Regions from separate parts of the Mus musculus genome. Here all the other regions are linked to region 2. Evidence: chromatin contacts called from public ChIA-PET and promoter capture Hi-C data. All regions are on one chromosome and are shown on one strand. The core of a region is the stretch at or near the end of the contact, and the rest is flanking DNA. Distances in the headings are between cores, read along the strand shown.

Evidence for each region. Promoter capture Hi-C pulls out the DNA fragments that hold promoters and counts their contacts. ChIA-PET counts read pairs in DNA pulled down with a chosen protein or histone mark.
Region 1: a contact with region 2 is called in a promoter capture Hi-C map of hippocampal neurons, with 2.6 times the contacts expected there. The contact joins the promoter of Zfp951 here to the promoter of Gbp6 in region 2. A contact is called at or near these places in 3 of 39 promoter capture datasets (embryonic stem cells, hippocampal neurons and pre-B cells), 1 of 115 datasets of contacts at active chromatin or transcription factors (memory CD8 T cells) and 2 of 9 other capture datasets (liver and macrophages).
Region 3: an RNA polymerase II ChIA-PET map of memory CD8 T cells shows a contact between it and region 2, with 4 times the contacts expected there. The contact joins the enhancer-like site here to the promoter of Gbp6 in region 2. A contact is called at or near these places in 8 of 39 promoter capture datasets (the 3T3-L1 cell line, the C10 cell line, cranial neural crest and 4 more), 2 of 115 datasets of contacts at active chromatin or transcription factors (double positive thymocytes and memory CD8 T cells) and 2 of 9 other capture datasets (adipose tissue and macrophages).
Region 4: an RNA polymerase II ChIA-PET map of memory CD8 T cells shows a contact between it and region 2, with 30 read pairs. The contact joins the promoter of Lrrc8d here to the promoter of Gbp6 in region 2. A contact is called at or near these places in 1 of 39 promoter capture datasets (liver) and 2 of 115 datasets of contacts at active chromatin or transcription factors (effector CD8 T cells and memory CD8 T cells).

The regions. Positions count from the first base shown.
Region 1 is chr5:104,858,345-104,861,591 of GRCm38.p6, reverse strand. Zfp951 (zinc finger protein 951) reads left to right here and starts at 1,524. Exons shown (of 5, transcript NM_001039231.3): 1 at 1,524-1,925. The coding sequence starts at 1,896.
Region 2 is chr5:105,292,161-105,295,131 of GRCm38.p6, reverse strand. It overlaps Gbp6 (guanylate binding protein 6), which reads left to right and starts at 1,433. Exons shown (of 11, transcript NM_194336.2): 1 at 1,433-1,506.
Region 3 is chr5:104,957,009-104,960,055 of GRCm38.p6, reverse strand. All of the region lies in intron 10 of Abcg3 (ATP binding cassette subfamily G member 3), which reads left to right. Among named protein-coding and RNA genes, the nearest start is that of Gm24097, 22 kb to the right of the region's middle. Within about 2 kb of position 1,720, at least 80 of the 459 cell types and tissues checked have an H3K27ac peak or open chromatin away from gene starts, as enhancers often do. A contact at or near this core is called in double positive thymocytes and memory CD8 T cells, where this site is marked.
Region 4 is chr5:105,698,366-105,701,227 of GRCm38.p6, reverse strand. Lrrc8d (leucine rich repeat containing 8D) reads right to left here and starts at 1,259. Exons shown (of 3, transcript NM_001122768.1): 1 at 974-1,259. Gm42166 reads left to right here. Exons shown (of 2, transcript XM_017321263.2): 2 at 365-2,862. The coding sequence ends at 1,340.

The DNA.
Region 1 (3,247 bases), core at 275-2,774, 430 kb after region 2:
TGTCTTAGAGATGTGCTGGTGAAGAATTCTTGGAGACACAGGGTTTCCATCTCTCATCATGGGGCTCCAACTCTTATCATGGGGTTTGTAAGAGAATCACCTGTCTTTAGCTTGTATAATGATTATCCTCTTAACAATTAATTATGTACAATTGCTACCTCTTCAGAAAAGGATTCATTGTTAAATTACCATTTTTGAGGGTTTCATATTTAAATTTCTATTTTGTATAAATTGTCTTGATAAGAAACAGAAACCATCTTCTTTTTCTCTATTTCTTAAATTTGTATTTTTTTGTACTGTAAATTCAGCAAATAAACCTGCAACTGATATGTACAATGGTGGGAATTGTTGAAAAATTATTTAAAGAGTTGTAATTCCACAGTATCTTTTGAGCATTTATATTCATACTCGCATATGCTTTCTTGGTACCAATAGCATGGGTGGAGGGAATTAAGGGAGCTTACAGCAGTGTTTAGAGACCTTGCACTGTCTTTCTTGTCTGCTCCAAAAGTCTGTGTCCTTGACACTCTGTCACCTCAGGTCCAACCCCCAATGGCAGGTAAGGTCAGCAGGGAGTTCCACTGGACAGGAAACAATGGTAGTGTCTTTGGATATGTCTTTTGAAATGGCCTTTAGTTGTTTGTTTTCTCCTTTCGATTGTTCCTTCCTCCTTTAATGATGGTTTTACTGCTGTGAACAGTTACCATGTCAAAGATAACTCTTACAAGGACAACATTTAATTGGAGCTTGATTACAAATTCAGAGGTTCACTCCATTAGCATCAAAGCTGGTGCATGGCAGGAGCCTAGGCTGGCATGGTGCAAGAGGAGCTGGGAATTCTACATCTTGTTACAAAGACTGTCAGGAGAATACTGGCTTCAAGGTATCTAGGACAAGGATCTTAAAGCCCTGTTATTCATGGAACAGAAAAACTTCATGTCATTCTCATATAATACAGAGCTTCACAATGGGAGGGCAGCAAGAAATTAACAGAAGCCCTGAAATACATTTATTGTCAACTGAGACTCAAAAAGAATAGATTTGAGGTTGTAGACGGGCTTTAAAATTTACTCTTCACGAAGCTAAAATATTGTAAACACAATATGGCTACATAATTTAAAATCATATCACACAGATATGTGCCCCCAAGGGCCCTGATTCAGTTCGTGGCTCTTCTGGGACTCTCAGCTATGCCTGGATGTTCAAGAGTCAGAACCTCCCCCCACCCTCCACCCCAGAACTGGGACACGTCACAGACCAGGAACTCCCTAACCAGCTCTAGCCTCGGCCCTCATCAAAGACTGCATTTCCCATCCCTGAGCAGACTCTTGGCTTCCCCTGAAGCCCAGCACCAGCCAGGCTGCAGAAAAGAAAAAAAGAGTCTAGATATTTATTCCCCGGTACGGAGCCCAAACAAGCTGTGCCCAACGGAAGTGAATAAATGGACTGACAGATTCACTGTCCAATCAGAGTCTCCATATGCGCCTGCCAGTCAGAAAAGGAGGAGGGTTCTTCCGGAAATCACATTGCAGGTTCTGCGAGAGTTTACGTGATTTTGTGTGTTGTTTTTTCAACTCAACTGCCGAGTACTGAGGGAAGCTCAGGAAGCTCTGAAGATACAGCATGGCCAGCACATCCTCACTCTCCGCAAAGGTGAGGAGCATATATTCCTCGGTTCAGAGCCCAAAGAGGCTGAAACCAGCGGAAGTGAATACATGAACTGACAGATTCACTGACCAATCAGAGCCTCCATACGTGCCTGCCAGTCAGAATAGGAGGATGCTTCTTCCCGAAATCATGTGGCTTCCATGCTATTGTGAGTCAATTGGTGTGTTGTGCTTCGACCTCAACTGCTGAGTACTGAGGGAAGCCTAAGCAAGCTCTGAAATTGCAGCATGGCCAGCACATGCTCACTGCCCACAAAGGTGAGGAGCTGGAGCCATTGTGGTGGGTCCTACTCGGGGCTGGGCGGGAACCGGCAGGTTTATGCAGCCGCGTGTGAGGTCTCTTAGTGTAAGCCATTCCTAGACCCAGCAGTGGCATCTGAATAACTTCCCTCTCTGGGCTGAATCTGCACAAAGCATTTGAAGCAGGGCCTTGTGTATAGAAACATCCTTGACAGGATGCCAGTGGCAGGCAGGCTTGGTTCCTCTAGTAGAGTCTACAAGTTCTTCTCCTGTATCATTTTTTGTTGTGATTCATCTGGAGTTAATTTTGTCTAGTTGTAAAAGGCATCCCATCTGTTGGGTGACTGAGAGCACGTTCTTTCAATATGTCTCTGCTTTTAAGGAACCAAAAAATAGATCCGTTAATTTTTGTACAGCTGCACCTTCAGCCTTTTAGAAAACTGTTTCTGAGACAAGCTATGTTGTCACGTGCATTCCAGTCTCATGCTCCCCAGGGCAATGACCCTGCTTTCCTTTTTATTAGACTTTCTTAGTTTGAATGTTACATGTATGTACAAGAGCGTTTTAAAATTACTCATTTAAGTCCTGTGATTAACTGTCCTTTGCAGTGGAAGAAAAAGTGCATTCCTGTGGAACTATGTCTTCTGCCTTCAGACTAGAACAGGAGGAATTGTTTACTGTGTACACAATAGGGTGAAACAATGTAGACAAGAGCTAGCTCACAGACTAAAGTTTAAGGGAGTCATCTGCAGGGGTCATCATTCTGAGGCAAAGTGAGTGAATGTTTTAAATTCCTCAGCATTTATTAATTCATGCATGTTTATAGAAATTGTACAGATTGGTGGGTATACAAGTTGGGGATGTTCTGTGTGATCAAACTTTGTTGATGTAATTATGTCAGCTGAGAAGCTGTGTGTGTATCAGGTTATAGATCAGCAGGTAATATTACACATAAGGACAAGATCATACATCATCTTATTTTGGCATTTCCTCAGCAGGAAATTGCCTGCTCTTCTTGAAAGTCACTATTGTTATGCATTTGTCCCTTGTTTTATTACCACCAGCCACAATGCATGTTTCATGGAAATTAAGTCCACGGTTCAAAAGTAGATTTGAGTTTCAGAGGGTTTTTCATGTGTTCATGGTGCTTGTCAGGAAGCAGACACTAAATTGCTCTTCCAAGTTGTTTCCTTCGTGGGTTTCAGAGGGCATGGGTTTCCCTAAGTCACAAAGAGGCATGAGAGACTGCAGAGCCATAGCCACCATTCTGATCTTCTCCATGCAGAGAGATCTGTAGAGCATGGGGCCTCACTGTTTGAATGATGAGTAGTAGATTGACA
Region 2 (2,971 bases), core at 184-2,683:
CTGCTTTGTGTTTCATCCTTTACAAATGGTGTTCAATCTCCCATCAGGGACAAAGTTCAGACCCCAGTCTGCCTCCCTAAGGGCTCAGAAATTAAAGCTTTCATTTTTCAGCTTCCATCTCTGAAGTTTTCTTAGCTTCTATATTGAACACAACTCCTACTTACTATTCTTTAATTGCTTCTTTTAAAATCAGGTTTTAAAATTGACTGTTGTGTTTTATGAAAAGAAAAAGAAGTCAGGTATATGTTTGGTGGCTGTCTGGTGTCTTAGTTAGGGTTTTACTGCTGTGAACAGACACCATGACCAAGGCAAGTCTTATAAAAAAACAACATTTAATTGGGGCTGGGTTACAGGTTCAGAGGTTCAGTCCATTATCATCAAGGTGGGAGCATGGCAGCATCCAGGCAGGCGTGGCACAGGCAGAGATGAGAGTTCTATGTCTTCATCCAAAGGCTGCTAGTGGAAGACTGACTTCCAGGCAACTAGAGTGAGGATCTTAAGCCCACAACCACAGTGACACACCTATTCCAACCAGGTCACACCTATTCCAACAAGGCCACATCTCCAAATGGTGCCACCCTCTGGTCCAAGAATATACAAACGTCATACCTGGTATGTTGAGGTGAAAAGGGGTACCTCTGAGGGCCAGTGTTGAAGCATTACCTTCTTCCTGAGGTACCAGCCACACAATTGTATAGTATAGAATACAGTTTATTTAAGACATGGAGAGGGGAGTTGAGGGGTTAGTAGAGACAAAGAAAGAGGGATAGAGAGGGGAGGAAGGAGGAGGAGGGACAGAGAAGAAAGAGGGTAAAAAAGGAAGAGAGGACAATTGAGCAAGAGAGGGGGGTATGTGAGGGTACAAGCAGCCCCTTTTATAGTGAGTCATGCCCACCTGGCTGTTGCCAGGTAATTGTGGGGCAGCCCAGAAGAAATGGCAACAGGGATGGTTCCTGCTTTAGAAAACACATGTTTAAAACATTAAACATGTTTGATCAGAAAGCACTGGGAATTTCCCCTGAGAGAAGCACACTTGCAATACTCCCGGATTTTGTAATTTCCACTGATGGCTGCCTGGGTTTTACTGTGCTTTATCTGTGCCAAGAAGGCTGGAGGAAACTGGAAATGGGTTCCAAGGAAAGAGAAGGTAAACAGATTCCACAGTGGAGGCCTGCTGTCCCTTGGCTGCAACAGAGTATCACACTGGCTTTTCGGGATAGACAGGAACCTCTGACCTCCCTTTCCAGTCTTGGCCAAGTTAACATGGCCTATTTTATTTTACTTTCAGTTTTGTTTCTGCTGCAGCATGTGATTTCTTTTAACTCCTTCTCTCTCTCTCTCTCTCTCTCTCTCTCTCTCTCTCTCTCTCTCTCTCTCTCTGTGTGTGTGTGTGTGGTCAGCTTACATAAAAGAGGAGCAAAGAGAGCAGGAGGGAGGAGAGCAGAAGGGAGCCTGAGGAGGCAGCAGCAGCTGAGAACTGCACTTGGACCTGTGCTGTGGGACCAGGTATATTTACTTTTCCTTTCTTTAAGGAGCAACTTAGTCTGGACCTCAGCTTGATTTCCAAGTCAAAGGGGCAACTGAGGGAGGGGGAAGGGAGGCAGATTATGAGCTCTCTGGTCTGCAGGGGGCTGTGGCTGGCTTTAGGTCTAGGAGGTCAGTTTCTTTCCTCTGATAAAGGACAGATACAAAGTGGCAGCCTGACACTGCTGGCTGCCCTGCTCTGTTAGACAAACTATGGGAAGAGCCCTGGTCCTGCCTCAGCTGGGACCACAACAGCTCCTGCCCTGGTTCACAGGCAACTGTAGGCAGAGGAAAGTCTCTGTGGAGGAACCGTGTGAGGAAAACTCAGCACAAGAGCTTGGCAAACATCTATCTGGAAATAACTTAGTTCCTACCTCACTGACTTTGAATTAAGTGTAAGAAGATAATCCAGTTCTATATTGATGTTTATGTTGTATGTGAGATGTAGAGATTACGTAGTGCTATGTGCATTTTGTTTGGGCTGCTAGTCTTATTTCATACATGGAACTAAGCTGCAGAGAGCCTGGTTTCTGGAGTTAAGTGACGTCACCTGTATCTAACTTCTGGAGATTCTGCACATTCTCCTTCCTTGGCATAATGTCCTCATGCTCATCTGGGACTGAGGGCAGGGCAGGGGAGGCAGGTTATGTGTTGTCTGACCTGTAGGAGTCTGTGTCTAGCCTAAGTCTATTAAGGTCTACAAAGTTGTGTACAGTAGTTAATTTTATTCCCTTCTTTGGCTGAATAATATTCTATTGTGCACATTGTCAGACTGTGTTAATGTATGCATCTGTTGGTGATCTGTTGGTGGGAGTCTGGGCTGTCTCCACAATGTGGGTATTGTGAACACAGCTGCCATGATCACTACAGCTCAAAGGTCCATCCAAGTCCTTCTTTGCTATTTTGTTTGTGTTGTAATCAAAGAAGAGCTGTTAGATCAGACATAAGTATTGATTTTCTCAAAAGCGAGGACTGTTTCCCATGAGGTAATATTCTGTATTCTTAGCCACAGAGTACAGACACCTGAGTTGTCTAAATTCTGGGTTACATGGATTTGTTTTTGCTTTGTGTGGTAGCTGTCCTTGTGTGTATGGTTTGATTGGCACTTCCTCAATATTTGTCAAAGACATGTTATAAGAAACAATGGGTCTATAGAATTGTTGTGCAACAAAAACAAGTAGTTCTTAAAAATAACAGCATTCATGCTTAAACTGTAAACATCAGCAAAACTAAGTAAACAATTTCAAATAAATATGTATGTTAACCCAAAGCAAGCTTCAGCCTCAGTAAGCTCTAAGAAGCCAAATCACACATGATCATGTGACTCTAGACTCTTACACCATGTCCCTCAGCATGGCAAAACAGAAATAGTGTAACGGAAAGTTTCTTCATTTTGCATCCATGTTTCCCTAATAAAACCTGATTGCCATTCTGTCCTGGGAACAGA
Region 3 (3,047 bases), core at 471-2,970, 340 kb after region 2:
TTGGAATGTTTTCTTTTCATTCCAAAATTATTTTTATGTGTTTACTTAGTATGTGTATATGTGTGGGCATGTATATCTTACAGCCTGCATGTGGAGGACAGAGGACAGCTTATAAGAGCTGATCCCTCCACCACATGGGTTTCAGGGATTGTTTGCAGGTCATCAAGCTTGGCGTAGTCATCTCACCTGCCAAACCTACTCATTGGCCTGGGATTCTTCCTTGCTATTGAGTTATAGTTATTTTTGTTTCTGAAATATGATACCCTTGCCACATACACAATGCACATACATTTTCTCCCATTTATGTGTTGGCTTTTTATTCTGTTGATAATGCCATTGGTGCATGAATGGTTTTAGCTTACCTATTTATTCTGCATTTGTTGCTCGGGGTCAATTTTCTTGAATATATTTGGTTTGTTGAATGTGAGTGTTGGGTACCAGGATGCAATTCAGTTATTCTGAATTGTAGATGCCACTTTTGTGGTTGTTGTCTAGTTTGAGTTCTAATGTGGCCTTAAAAATATTCACTTATGTTCCAGATGTAGTTTCTCAGCAACATCACCATTGTCAAAATTCTCACTGAAATGTATGTATGGCAAATGCTTTGCTCAAAACTTTGCTCCCTGCTACACATCCCGAGATCAGGGTACCTCACAATGGCCAGATAATTTGACAACTAAAGAAACTTCAGGAAGCTTCTCTTGTGTATTTGTGAGGTGTGTGAGTGTGTTAGTGTGTGTGTGCATATGTATGATGGAAAGTGTGTCTATAAGGTGTGTATCAGTGTGTATTTATGTATGTGTGAGAATGTGAGTGTGTGTGTGTGTGTGTGTGAATATATAAATGTGTGAGAAAGACTTGTGTGTTAGTGTGCATGAGTGTGTGTTTGGGTGTAATTATGCCATGTTGGATACTTTATATACACTCTTGTGTGTGCTTCATCCAGGTTTATGTAGGTGTGAATACATGTACATGTGGGTCAAAATACATGTGTCTCCATGTGGGGGCCAGAGGTTGAGACTAGATTTTACTTGATGACTCTCCACTGTCTCTTTCAAGACAGGTTTCTCACTCAACCTAGAGCTCAATTATTGGCTGGGCTGGCTGGCCAATGAGCTCTAAGATCCTTCTCAGTATCCTTCATCTCTGTAGTACAGGTGTGAAGTGTGTGCCTGGCTTTTACATGGGTTCTAGGTCTGAACTCAGGTCCTCGTGGCTGCATGGTTGACACTTTGCTGAACAGGCCACCTACACAGCCCCACAAATCAGTTTGATGTGTGGGAAAAAAACAATTAGTTTTGAAAGAAAGAAGGATAAACCCAGCTCTTCAGTGGGTTTCCTCCTATGTGGATTGGCCGTCAGTCTGCACAGAGGCAATTGTTACAACAGGCATCTTCTCTGAAGTCTGAAGACTTGGCAATCCTCCTAGGACTTGGCTTGTGCCTGTGATGTTGGCACATCTCAATCCACCACAGCTCAGGTCACAGGATAGAAGATGTAGACACTGTCAAAGGAAGCATTCAGAAATAAACCCCCAAAACCCCAAAGTGGAAATGTTCTTGGAAAATGCAGACATAAAGAAGAGTTTTATTAGCTGTTTCTACATTGGCCTTTAGAAATTGTGAAATACTCTTAAGATGTATTTTTCACTTCCTCTCTTAGAGCATGTTAGAGGAAGTTGAACTGTGTGAAAATGGCCTTTGTGTGTGGTGAATGCTTCCTGAGGAGTGTTTGTTTCTTTTGGTTGGTGGACTTGTCACTTGCCTACTTGGCAGAACTAGAGTCATATAGGGGAAATGAACCACAATTGAGAAGATGCCTCTGTCAGACCGGCTGTAGGCAAGACTGTGGGATTCTCTTGATTAATGATGATGTGGTTGAGGCTGGCCCACTGGGGACAGAGTTATCCCTAGGCTGGTGGTTCTGAGTTGTACGAACAAGCAGGCTGAGCAAGCTATGAGGAGCAAGGCAGGAGGAGCATTCCTCCCATGGCCCCAGCTTCCATTCCTGCCCCCAAGCTTCTGCCTTGAATTCCTGCTCTGGCTTCTCTTAAGCTGGACCATTACTTGGGATATATTAGACAAATAAACCCCATTCTCCCAAGGTTGCTTTTGGTTATAGTGTTTACCACAGCAACAGAAACCTAAGCAGGACAGTTAGAAACACTTCCTCAGTATCATCTATTCAATTATTTTTAGGGTCAATATTAGTATTTAAACCATCAATGAAGTTCAGAAGGCCAGAAGTCGCTTCTCATGCTTGGATCCAGTGTTGCCTTTGTACATTCTCCAAGCAGTGTAACTGGGAACTGGATTTGAATTTTGTGGCATATGAACTCCTTTGGGTCAATAGTGTTGAGATGGCAGCAGAATAGGAAGGAACTGGCATTAAAGGAAATTATTACACCCAGAAATTGATCCTGTGCAAACTAACAAACATATATGAAATAATTTTTCCAAAATACGTCTGTAATCTGATGTTCATTGGAGCACTACACATAGTAACCAAGTTAAGGAATTTAAATGTCTGCCAACATTAAACTGGCAAAGAAAATGACAATTGTAATACTGTGCTTATGTTGAAAATGGGAATTTCACCAATAAAGGATAGAATTGAAGATTTAAAGAACACCATTCAAAGTAAAATAATCTAAGGACAGAGAGACAAACACGTGTTTCACTTACTTGTGGATTGTAAAGCAGTTCATCCCCCAGGCAGTGTGGCTGACAGAGGCGACTGCCAGAGGAGGTGTGCATCGAAGAGACACATGCAGGCTAAGAGTGAAAAATCCATTAAACTGGAGAAGTAACATTCTCTTCTACTGAAATAAGGTGTATGGCATATTCAATCCAGCAAGTACAATATACACCTCAATGTTTCTGAGCATATATTTCAAATGAGGTACCATAAAGATGATGTAGAGATGGGTGGGTACCACTTCCTTTAGTTGATTAAATTATTTCATAAAAGGTATAATTTTTCTTTTATACTTTATACATTTAACTAAATTTGTTAATCTATAGCTAAAACATTTTTAAAAATCAAAA
Region 4 (2,862 bases), core at 10-2,509, 410 kb before region 2:
TCATCTCTTCGCCTTCTGCTCCCATTTCTTTACCCTGCTTTTTCTTTCCAGCAATCCTACCTCCCCACTCTCTGCCACGCACACCCCAGCTGCATGGGAACCGCGAGACCTTATACCCCAACCCTCTCCAGAGGGGACCTACCTCTCCTCCCCTCGACCCGAAGCAGTTCTCCTTCACTGCGGATGGCTTAAAAAAAAAAATCAAAGAACAACAACAAAAAAATCTCATTTCCTTATCTGTTAGGGATACCCCACATAAAGGGGGACAGAGACAGAGTGTCCCCCATCGACCCTCCAGTAACTGGAGGTGACAGTCCTCTGGGAAGGCACCCCAGTTCTCCTCTTTTTCAAGCCCCTAAACCAGAATCAAGCAGAAGTCCCGTTCCCAAGAGCCCACGCTTCCAAACAAGCTAGAAGCGGATTATACCGGTACCCAACCCGGAGATGGCCCGCGGCGCGCAGGGTGCACCTGCGGCCCCAGTGCCCTCCCCCCGGGCGCGGAGGGCGGGGCGCAGGGCTCCCCTCCCTTCCCCGCCCCAACCCGCGAGCACCCCGAGTGGCCCACCCGGAGCGGGACGGAGGCGGATGGGGAAGCGTTTCTGCAGAAGTTCAAGGGCTCCTCTCGCCGGCTCCGGGCCAACCAGGCCAGACACCAGACACCCACCTCCTGGAGGACTCGGAGCCACCGCGATAGGCAATCTCCGCCCCTGCGTTCGCGCGCACGGAGGCCGAGGCGGGAGCGCGGCAGCCGGCACCCGGCCCGCGCAGGGCCCAAAGCGAAACAATGTCCCAGCACGGGGTGGGGGGGCTTGGTCGCACTCCCCGCCCCAGGGTCCCGAAGCCCTCCGGAGTTCCCGATCGCAGCCCCGGGAGCAGCCGTGCTCCCCCGCGGCGCCGAGAGGCCGGACGTCTGCGCGCCCCGGGGCCGCTCCACCTGCGCCCTCCCGGCCAGGGTGGACCGACGCGCACCCACCTTCGCGGGCAGCCCGGGCCGCGCGTGCGGGAGCTTAGGCGGAGGCGGGAGGCGGCGGCATCACCTGCGGCGGGCGGCGGCTGCACCGGGACGCGCCCCGGAGGCGCGCGGCGCCCTGGACCCTGAGTCCGCGGCCCCGCCCGCGGCTGCCACCTCTAAGCGCGGCGGAGGAGCCGGGGCACCCCGGGCGGCGGCAGCGGCGGCGACGGGAGCAGCAGCACATGACTCTGTAACGAGGGGAATTAGACAAAGCGTAACATGGACTCCAGGCCCGTGCAGGCGCCGCAGCTCTGGGACCAACCGCAGCCTGCGAGCGCCGCGACTGGCCGGGTCGCAGCCAATGGGGCGGGCCCGGGCCTCCATGTGATTGCCTGCTCTGGGCCCGCGCACCCCGCCGCGCCTGCCTAGGGGGTCGGTCCGGCTGACCCGAGGGGCTGGGTGGCCGGGAGGTGACCGGGATTCTGGGCTGGCTGCTTGAAGCTCAGCAGGTGCACGAGGCGGAGAAGAATGGCCGCCGAACGTCGCCGGAGGCGCAGAGCTTATCTCTTTCAAGCGCACCTGGGCAGGGCATGGTGCCAGGCTGTCTGTTCCCTTGAAGCAACCGGGCTGGGCCGGGAAGCTTCGTCTGTGTTGCAGTTTCAGGAGGCTGTTCTGACCACTAAAAGCTGATCGTTGAGATTGGGAGAACGGGTGCGGGGTAGGCATTAAAAAGTCATCCAGTGCCTTCCAACTGGGAAAAAGCAATTACCTGGGATTCAGGGCTCGTGCACCTAACTTAATGTCTGCGCAAACAGATTTCTCTGCTAACAATGCCTTATCTCGTACGTTTTATTTTCAGCTGAATCGGGACCTCCCTGGTCCCAGTCGTTTAAGCCAAAAACGTCGTGCGTACGAAACAGGCACTTGGGAAGTTGTTCTAAAAAAAGTTTCCCAACTCGATAGCTTTCCGGTGTGTTTTTGTTGCCGTGCGGGTGAAGTTTCCTTAGTGTTCTTTTTTTTTTTTTTTCCTCTGTGGAGAGATGAGGGCCAGGACACCAAGTCAGTCAGGGTAATTATTTTAGTTCAATCAAAACAAACGATTCCTCCCCATACTTCAGTATCTCCTTTCATCTGAAACCTCACGCTTCTGGGAACTCATGCCCAAAAAGATGCCCTCCAGATTCATTTATCATCCAACGCTCTTAAAGAAGGCCAGGATCCTACAGAGAGAGGCAAAAAGGAAAATGTTTTTCTGGGCTCCCAGATGGTGACAGTGGCCCCTAAAAGGTAGAAGTAGGCCGCCCAGACATGGAAGAAGAGGCCAGGCCTTGAGGGCCAACACCCTCCCGCTGAGCAGCCCCAGGCAGTTTTAGATGGAACCTCAGCCTTTTGTTTGCTTCCCGGACCCTCCCGGACTGCAGCCTCTCCAATTCCCTACACCCTGCCAAGGAGGAAGTGCGTGGGCAGCCAGTGTGTGGCAGGTGATGTAATTACAGCCCTGGGTTTGCTGATCTAGGAGGTTAGAGGTTTTCATGCTCCTGACAACTAATGGTGGGACGGCTGGATGAAAAATGTCCTGCTGTTAAAATCAGTTTAGAAAAGTTTCTCCCTTTGCAGAACCACCACTTGCTTTTTCTATCATCTTTTTTTTTTTTCAAGCTGATTCTAGAGGTTTGTGGTTTTTTTATGGTTTTATTATTGGTATAAATTAAAAGGTAGGCCAGGCAGTGGTGGCTCACACCTTTAATCCCAGCATTTGTGAGGCAGAGGCAGGCGGATTTCTTGAGATCGAGGCCAGCTTGGTCTACAGAGTGAGTTCCAGGGCAGCCAGGGCTATACAGAGAAACCCTCTCTCGAAAAACCAACCAAACAAAATCTCAGCACTAGACTGGAGTCAGGAGAAGGATCAA